Linked DNA regions of Mus musculus: regions 2 and 3 are each linked to region 1. Evidence: chromatin contacts called from public HiChIP or PLAC-seq data. All regions are on one chromosome and are shown on one strand. Each heading gives the region's core, a stretch centred on a gene start, on an enhancer-like site or on the middle of the called end of the contact. The rest is flanking DNA. Distances are from core to core; before and after follow the strand shown.

Region 1 (2,816 bases), core at 165-2,664:
ATCTCTCCCCTTCTCCAGTTCGCAGTCCAGCCCTCACATGTGCGACAGGGGCAGTGTGCCGTTAATGGCCGTGCCGGGCACCGGGCCGCTCTGGTAGTGCTGGGCCATGTGCAGTCTACTGGGCGCAGCGGGCTCCGGCACCTCGGCGCCGGGGAGGTACATGCTGATCATGTCCCGGAGGTCCCCGGCCTGGCAGGGCGCCCTGGAGTGGGAGGAAGAGGTAACCACGGGGGGGCTGGAGCTGGCCTCGGACTTGACCACAGAGCCCATGGAGCCCAGCGCCATACCGGGGGTGCCCTGCTGCGAGTAGGACATGCTGTAGGTGGGCGAGCCGTTCATGTAGGTCTGCGAGCTGGTCATGGAGTTGTACTGCAGGGCGCTGACGTCGTAGCGGTGCATCGGTTGCATCTGTGCCGCGCCGTGAGCGTTGAGGCCCGGGTGCTGCGGGTAGCCCAGCTGCTCCTGCATCATGCTGTAGCTGCCGTTGCTCCAGCCGTTCATGTGCGCGTAGCTGTCCATGCGCTGGTTCACGCCCGCACCCAGGCCGGCGCCCACCCCAACCCCGCTCGCCATGCTGTTCCCGCCGGGGGCCAGCAAGCCTCCGGGAAGCGTGTACTTATCCTTCTTCATGAGCGTCTTGGTTTTCCGCCGCGGCCGGTATTTATAATCCGGGTGCTCCTTCATGTGCAGAGCGCGCAGCCGCTTGGCCTCGTCGATGAACGGCCGCTTCTCGGTCTCGGACAAAAGTTTCCACTCCGCGCCCAGGCGCTTGCTGATCTCCGAGTTGTGCATCTTGGGGTTCTCCTGGGCCATCTTACGCCGCTGCCCCCGGGACCATACCATGAAGGCGTTCATGGGCCTCTTGACGCGGTCCGGGCTGTTCTTCTGGTTGCCGCCGGTCGCCGCCGCCGTGGCGTTGCCTCCTCCGCCGCCGCCCCCCGAAGCTTGCTGCGGGCCCGGCGGCTTCAGCTCCGTCTCCATCATGTTATACATGCGGGCGCTGGGCGGGCGCGGCCCGCCGGCGGCCGCCAACCCTCGGCCCGGCCGGGACTGTGGGGGCCGCGCTCGGGGGCCGGGATGCAGGGGCCGCGGGCGGGGGCCTCGGCGTGCACGGCCCTGCGCGGAGATCTGGCGGAGAATAGTTGGGGGGAAGCGGAGCTCGAGACGGGCGAAGTGCAATTGGGATGAAAAAACAGGCGCTCTCCTCCTCGGGCCGCCGCGATTGTTGTGATTAGTTTTTGGAAAGGCTTAAGCCTCGGGCTCCAAACTTCTCTCCTTTCTTTCTCTCTCCTCTTCTTTCTCCCAGCCCTAGTCTTAAAGAGGCAGCAAAGTACTTTTCCCTTTTTGCAAACACTCTCTTCTCTGCCTTGACAACTCCTGATACTTTTTTGAACAAGTTAATAGACAACCATCCATGTGATGGGGGCTGTCAGGGAATAAATGGGTTTCCGGCGGCCAATCAGCGAGCGCCGGCTCCTGCGCCCGAGCCCAGCCTCGCCAGAGGGTTTTGCATGAAAGGGGGCGGGGCCTGCCGCGCCGCCGAGCCGAGCCCAGCAGAGCGCTGTGCCCCGAACCGCGCGGGGGAGGCGGGCCCGCAGCCGGCCGCTGGGGAACCTTTGTATCCCCCCCCCCCGCCCCCCGTTTTCAGCAACAGGTCACGGCGCACGCCTGTTCGAAGGAAGTGGGTAAACAGCACCAAGACGACAGCTCCTTTCCCCCATGCTACGGAATATTGGCTCTCTCTTGGATACATAAGGGTGGATGGGGCGCGGGAAGCTGGGGCCAGGGTGGGGCAAGGCCCATGGGTGGTTCAGGGCGACTGTCCAACTAGTATTTCAGGAAGCTGGCAGAGCCGGAGGTGGTGTGCCATTGTTTCTGCGCTCATCCGCGGCACTGCGCTCTGTCGCAGCCCCTCTTCCAACCTTGTCGCCAGCACCCACTCACCCCCTCTTCTCACCGTACAGACGAGAAGTTAGACCCAAGCCTCGGGCCTCAGCGCCCTCCTGGCTTCCGTGTCATCGGCTCGGTTCCCAAACACGAGTCCTCTGCCCATGTAGCTGACTGTAGAGCAGAGCTAGGACCAGGCCTTGTTCCCAGCCTTTTCCTAGGCCGACTCAGGTGTGGCTCAAGGAACCGCAGCACGTGTCCTCAACCCCTAATTCCCTACTCCACCAACCTGCCCCATCCAAAGGGTGCAAAGGCAAAGCTGGAACTCTGCTCCCGCTCTTTCTAACTCCCAACCCTGACACAAGAGGATTTTTAGTGGTGGCAGTTTCAGAGGAAACCTTGGGGACGAAAGCATCAACGGAAAGAAGCTCCCGAGTGCAGGGGATGGGGGGAGGGTCACGCAACTTCCTGGCATCCCACCGCGAGGCGCGGAGGTGGCATTTGGGCTGCGCTCACAAACTCCCTCCCACGCAGCGTTCTCAGGATGGGGCAGCGCAGCCGGCATTGCCCCTGCTGACAGGCACGGTGGTAGTCACGAAGGCCCGGCCGAGAGGCGCCGGGGCCTGGGAAGCGCGCGGGGTCCAGAGGTGCAGGTGCAGGCGGAGAGAAGGCCCGCCGAACCCGAGGAGCCGGCACCAAGCAAGCCCAGGCTGTGGGAGAATGGGCTGGGGGCGGGGGTAGGGGTTCAAGAATCTTGCCTGCCCAGGACCCGAGAGGGTAATTTTAGCCGATCTCCCATTGTCCAGACGTAAAGATTTCAATCGGCAGGCGCTCAAAAAGCCCAGAGCCACAGCCCCACGTCCGTTACAAATAGGTAGTTTTGTTTCTCTTGTTGTCGCTACACGGAGTCAAACAAAGCCCCGTCTAAG
Region 2 (2,816 bases), core at 84-2,583, 310 kb before region 1:
TGTCTCTCTGTCTCTGTTTCTCTCTGTCTCTGTCTGTCTCTCTGTCTCTCTGTCTCTCTGTCTTTCTCTGTCTCTGTCTCTCTCTGTCTCTCTCTGTCTCTCTCTGTCTCTCTCTCTCTCTCTCTCTCTCTCTCTCTCTGTGTGTGTGTGTGTGTGTGTGTGTGTGTGTGTGTGTGTGTGTAACAAGGTCTCTCAATGAAACTTGAACTCAACAATCCAGCTAGCCTGGCTGACCAAAAAGCCATAGGATGCTCGTGTCTCTGCCTCCCCAGCACAGAGTCTACAGGCAATTATTGCACACATGAGCGCTAAGGATTGGACTCAGGTGCTTGGGAAGAGGGAACCTCAGTTGAGAAGATGCCGCCATCAGCTTGGCCTTGGGCAAGCCTGTGGGGTATTTTCTTGATTGATGATGTGGAAGTGTTCAGCCCTACATGGGTAGGGCCAGCCCTGAGCTGGTGATCCTGGGTGGTATAAGAATACCCATGGTATAAGAGCAAGCCATGAAAACTTCTTTTAAGCTAAGCACCCATGGACTGAGCTGTCTCCAAAGCTCCTGCATTATATGTCCATGGACTGAAAAGGGAATGTGTGGCACATGCTCGGAACTACAAAGCTCTCTCCACTGTCAACATGGTGGACTTTGTCTTCCCCAGGTCTCTAGTGAGCAGGAGACAGAATTAGTGGAGAAAAATAAATGTAGGGAATCCAAAGCAAAAGATTCTATCATGTATGGGAGTAAAAGGTAATATAAGATGTTATAAAATGTTAATTAAACAGTTTTCCCTCCCATTATAGAAATAATCATAAAGTTGACTGGTTGATACATTGACATTTTTCAGTAGAAGACTTACAAACAATGCCACTTTGATACAAATGAAGCGTCACCTTGTCTTGGGAAAGCATCTGTATGATGTCAACACCCTGCAGTCTAGAGCGCTCCGCTCATACATACATGTGAGGCGCTTCATCCATATTCAGCCTGTGAACTTGACAGTCACTTCTAAGCACAGACAAAAGGCCGTTGGTTCTGCTCCTCGTGGCGGTTTGTGAAGGGAGAAGATCGCATGCTTCCCTCGATGATTACACAGCTCCATCCATCTGTCTGCCGCTGGAGGTGGGAGACGAGATACAGCTCCCACCGTCGCTGTAAACAAAAGTGGATGGCGCTGTCACTAGTCAGACACGCCAGCTAATTGGAGCTGTCGACAGACATAATACCCTGTGTCCGCGGCTCTAGTAACAGTTTGAGGCAGCAATGATATGGTGGTTGATGGTGAGGCTGGGACAAGTGTCTCTCTACTCACAAGCTGGGAATGACATAATGAGAAAAGAGTCACTCAAACATGCCTCCTCGCCCCTGGTGCTCGGCACAGATCTTTCTCTGTATCACTTCCTAGGCTGACAGCTTAATTTGATACTCATAATGTCAAACTTTAAAATTAATCTTGCTAAAAAGATATGTTTCAATGAGCCACCAAGACTTACTCTTTGGGGAAATTAATAAGAAAAATGTCCCTTATTTGTAGAGCGTCACCAAGAAGATACCAAAAGAAGAGGGAGTTCTTTCAGTTACATTTCTGTGGTGATTTTCAGGAAAGTAATTTTGCAGTTAAATGTTTATACATGCTCGTGGGTGTGACTTCTTGGTGAATATCCCTTCTTGTTGGATCAAGCAGGTGCAACACAGAAAGTGTTTGAAAAGCCTCTGTGACAGGAATGCTCCTACCATGTCTCAGAAATGTGACTCTGGACGTTCCTTGCTGCTTTCCAGTGGTCTATTCAGCTTCTAAGTCATGTAATGACGGACGTCATCACTGACGTTTGGGTTTTTGCTCAGCTGTGTTGGTGAGCCCCTCTTTGCTCCCAAACTCCATACGGTACCCAGAACTGGCATCTCTGACCACAATTAAGAAGTTTTCACACACCGAGCACGAGGATCATGGTCATCATCATTATTCTAATCTATGGTCCATTTCCAATGAATAACTAATCAGAGTGAAACCTGTAAATATGAACATGTAAAGATTTGCAAAGCCAGGCAGGAGAGGTCTGGGCACTGAGCCGACTCAGGCACTTGGGAAAGTTCCTGACATGTATGCCTGTTTCCTGTAAAGATTAGAGACAGCAGCCTCAATAGATACTTTAAGGATCTGAGATGATATATTCAAGGTATCTAGTCTATGGGTTGTAAGAATTATTAATTCTGTTCATTTAGGGTGCTAGTCATTTTATACCACTTATCTCAGTTTTGTTCTTGTTAGGTCTATGAAGTAAACCACATCTCTGACGTCATAAAGGAAGAATGGAGGAGGTGAGGTAAAATGAGGCCAGTGGGTTTGCAGTCATAAACTGGGCATCTTCCCATCAGAGACTAGGATGGCATTCAACACTCCCGAATGTCTTTTGCCTGATGACCAAACAACCCAAAGCCTCTGTAATGGTTGACCTCTACTGTCAACTTGACTGATCTAGAATTCCCTGGAGATGTGCCTCTGGGTGTGTCAGTACGGCTGTTTCCAGAGAGACCTCCTTTGAATGTGGGTGGAGACCAAGACGGAATAAAAGGAAGAAATCAAGCCAAGCATCATAATCCATCCCTCTTGGTTTCTTGTGTGTTCTACAGCCATACCTTCCCCACCATCATGGACTGAATCCTCTCAAACCATGTGCTTTCTTCGTAGGCTGTTTTTTGTTTGTTTGTTTGTTTGTTTGTTTGTTTTGTTGCTTGGTATTTGGTCACAGCAATGAGAAAAGCTATGTGTATCGCCAGATCACTTTCCATTCAGTTCTCCAGAGGTGGTGCTCACTCAGCT
Region 3 (2,816 bases), core at 227-2,726, 270 kb before region 1:
TTGCTTGTATAAAATTTTCAGCGGGCCTTAACTGTTCCCTACCGCTGCTTATAAAAGTGTCTTATAAGCTCTAAGTGTCTTATAGCTGCTTCATGGGCTCACTCTTGGGAGCACAATAAGAAATGGTTGCTGTTCATTGCGTGTGAGTTTTTCTTACATTGTGTCTCTCTGTGCCCTTGCAACTTCTAATTATTGTGTTTCTTGTGCAGCTGGGTCACTCCTGTGTGGATAATTCCGTGATAAATATGTGCTGACATACTACATCAACACCATATGTGGATGTGAATCAAAACTAATAAGTATTATACCTATCATATGGTTTTGTAAGTATAAAATACATCTATTGAAAATAACTTAATAAAAAGTGATTTAATGCTTTGTTCCTTCTAATTGCAGAAGTAATTACTATATTATATATATTGAAATACTGAAGAGATTTTATTGCACTTAAACTTTTCAAAGAGCACTAAAAAATGTAAGGTAATTTCTGCTTTGAGGATGTTGTGCTTCCATGGAAGCTTGCAGAGCTGGGTCTCCCCATCTTGTTTAACAAATGCCCACTTAAAACTGTGAGGTCAAAAGGGAAGGGAGGTGAGAACCAGGGGAACACACTGGCCTGGTCCTGCGATTGGTCAGTGGCACCACAGAGAGAGAGAGGAGAGAGAGCAAGAGAGAGCGAGAGAGAGAGAGAGAGAGAGAGAGAGAGAGAGAGAGAGAGAGAGAGAGAAGGAGGAGAAGGAAGAAGGGAGAAAAGAAGTGGGGGAGGGAAGGAGAGAGGGAGGGGAAATCACAGAACTGAGAATCAAAGTAAATTTTCAAATTTTCAGACCAAAGTTCCTTCTCTCTCAACTCTCAGGACTTTCCTTGTTACCTTGTTAGAGCGTTATATAAATGAGATGCACAAAATCATTAAGTATTTTCTTAATCCCTCAACCAGAAAAACCTTAAACGAGACCACAAATGTAGATCAGAAATGGCTGCTTCCTTCAAACCATGGGTAAAAGCCACATAAAACATTGGTTGTAACATGAATTTCTGGAATTATAAGCATTTGAGTTTATTTTTGCAGTAGAAAGTGTCTCTGAAATTGCTCAGAAATCAAAAGTAAGAGGATAAGCCCCCACTGAATATCTCCAAGTACTCGATTAGCAGGTAAAATGAAAATCACACTTTTCATAGCTGTTGAGCGTGTGGGAACACGTGGATATATCCCCGAGGCTTTGCAGTGATGTAGATTTTACCACTTCCTTTAATGGTGTAATTTCATATTTTTGACATGAGTAAAATAAGCCCCCTAACAAAAACCATTTGCTTTTAAGCAAATCCAGTCTGTTTTCAAAGATTGGTGTGTGCCTCTCACACCTGACTTCTCATAAACGGCAATAAAATCCTGGTTAATTTCCTTCACCCTCCACTATTCTGGCCCCAAAGCTCCTGACTTGTGAGGGCATCTGAGTGTATTGTGTTACATCTCTGCCTGCCAGCCTGGATTCTCCCAGTGCGTGCTCTGTATAAACTGACTGAAAGTATGCAGCTTGAAGTAGAGAGTCAGCCCTTCACTTCCCTCCCTGTCTCTCTCCTCTCCTCCTCCTCCTCCCTCCTCCCATCCCTTCCTTCTTCCCTAACACCCTTCCTTCTTTGTTTTCTCCTCTTCCATTCTTTCTTCCTTCCTTCCTCTCTCCTATCTGTCCTCCCTCCTTCTTTTCTCCTGCATCCCTCCCTCCCTCCCTTTCTCTCTCCCTCCCTTTCTCTCTCCCTCCCTTCCTTTCCTTCTCCATTTCTTTTCTCTGAAGTCTTTTTTTTTTCTTGTCAACATTAAGGGTCATTATCACTGTCTAGACTTTTGTCATAACAGTCTGTGCATTTCAGAACAAATGTTTTGTTGAAGTTCTGGCCTTGATAGTAATCATTTTGATCCCTGCTTTCTGTACTGTCTGGCATCTAGACCTTCTACGAAAGACATTAAATCGCTTACACTTTTTGTTTTTGTTTTTGTTTTCTTAATTTGCAAGGTGAGTTTGGGTTCCATCTAAACTTGTTAGATTCAAAATATCTTTCCTACGAATATCAGGATTTTTTTTCAGATGGAGCGTAAGTAAACTGAGGGAAATGGGATTATATTCCGCTTTCCAGGTAGGATTTTGCCTGGACAGCAGATGGGGACACGTGAATGGGAGCCAGAGTCCTGCAATGTTCCTGGTCGCTTCTACCTCACTGTGGAGGCCACAGTTTCTTCTCACTTTACTCATGTGCCTGGTCATCTGGCATGTTTACTTCTTTTAGTTTCTCTCACAAGCCAGTCTCTCTCAACCCTTACCATCAGAGAGATGGGCAAGTCTGGATGGCAGTCACTCTGGCTTGCACACTGCATCCTTAAAGCACTTCCCTACTTATTCTATATAAAATGACACAGTATGCCTTCAGTCACCACCCTACCCAGGCCGCAGGGTGACCCTAGGAGTCACTGCATCATTTTGTGTGGCAGGTCTTGTGTAAAACAGTTCATTTTGAGTTTTTGTAAAATTTCCTAGTGTATATATACACAATAGTACCTAAGGGTTTTCATTATAATACATCCATCCATGCATATAATGTACTTTAATCATATCTACTTCTAATGATCTATTTTATACCAACACCCCCTTCCCCTCCTGCATCCCAAAGGACACCTAGACAGTTATTGTTTTGATGCAACGAAGTTGTTTTAAGCTATGAAGAACATAAAAACCTTGTTCACCGGAGGATGTGATAGCGGGTTGATGCTGCCTGTTGTTGAAAATGAAGCCTCACACACTGACACAAGTGTCAGTGTGTGA

The links. HiChIP or PLAC-seq counts read pairs in DNA pulled down with a chosen protein or histone mark.
Region 2: an H3K4me3 HiChIP or PLAC-seq map of embryonic hindbrain shows a contact between it and region 1, with 2.5 times the contacts expected there. The contact joins the enhancer-like site here to the promoter of Sox2 in region 1. A contact is called at or near these places in 5 of 39 promoter capture datasets (the 3T3-L1 cell line, hippocampal neurons, liver and 1 more), 5 of 115 datasets of contacts at active chromatin or transcription factors (embryonic forebrain, embryonic hindbrain, embryonic midbrain and 2 more) and 1 of 9 other capture datasets (embryonic stem cells).
Region 3: an H3K4me3 HiChIP or PLAC-seq map of craniofacial prominence shows a contact between it and region 1, with 6 times the contacts expected there. The contact joins the enhancer-like site here to the promoter of Sox2 in region 1. A contact is called at or near these places in 3 of 39 promoter capture datasets (hippocampal neurons, liver and stem cell-derived epiblast-like cells), 2 of 484 Hi-C or Micro-C datasets (embryonic stem cells and epidermal suprabasal cells), 11 of 115 datasets of contacts at active chromatin or transcription factors (SST interneurons, craniofacial prominence, embryonic midbrain and 3 more) and 1 of 9 other capture datasets (embryonic stem cells).

Annotation. Positions count from the first base shown.
Region 1 is chr3:34,648,593-34,651,408 of GRCm38.p6, reverse strand. Sox2 (SRY (sex determining region Y)-box 2) reads right to left here and starts at 1,414. Exons shown (of 1, transcript NM_011443.4): 1 at 1-1,414. The coding sequence starts at 993. The coding sequence ends at 34. All of the region lies in intron 3 of Sox2ot (SOX2 overlapping transcript (non-protein coding)), which reads right to left. RefSeq lists a promoter at 1,177-1,927.
Region 2 is chr3:34,957,603-34,960,418 of GRCm38.p6, reverse strand. Gm35255 (a long non-coding RNA gene) reads right to left here. Exons shown (of 3, transcript XR_389674.1): 3 at 888-1,147. Among named protein-coding and RNA genes, the nearest start is that of Gm35255, 8.8 kb to the right of the region's middle. Within about 2 kb of position 1,333, at least 8 of the 459 cell types and tissues checked have an H3K27ac peak or open chromatin away from gene starts, as enhancers often do.
Region 3 is chr3:34,917,136-34,919,951 of GRCm38.p6, reverse strand. No RefSeq gene overlaps it. Among named protein-coding and RNA genes, the nearest start is that of Mir6378, 4.1 kb to the left of the region's middle. Within about 2 kb of position 1,476, at least 5 of the 459 cell types and tissues checked have an H3K27ac peak or open chromatin away from gene starts, as enhancers often do. A contact at or near this core is called in craniofacial prominence, where this site is marked.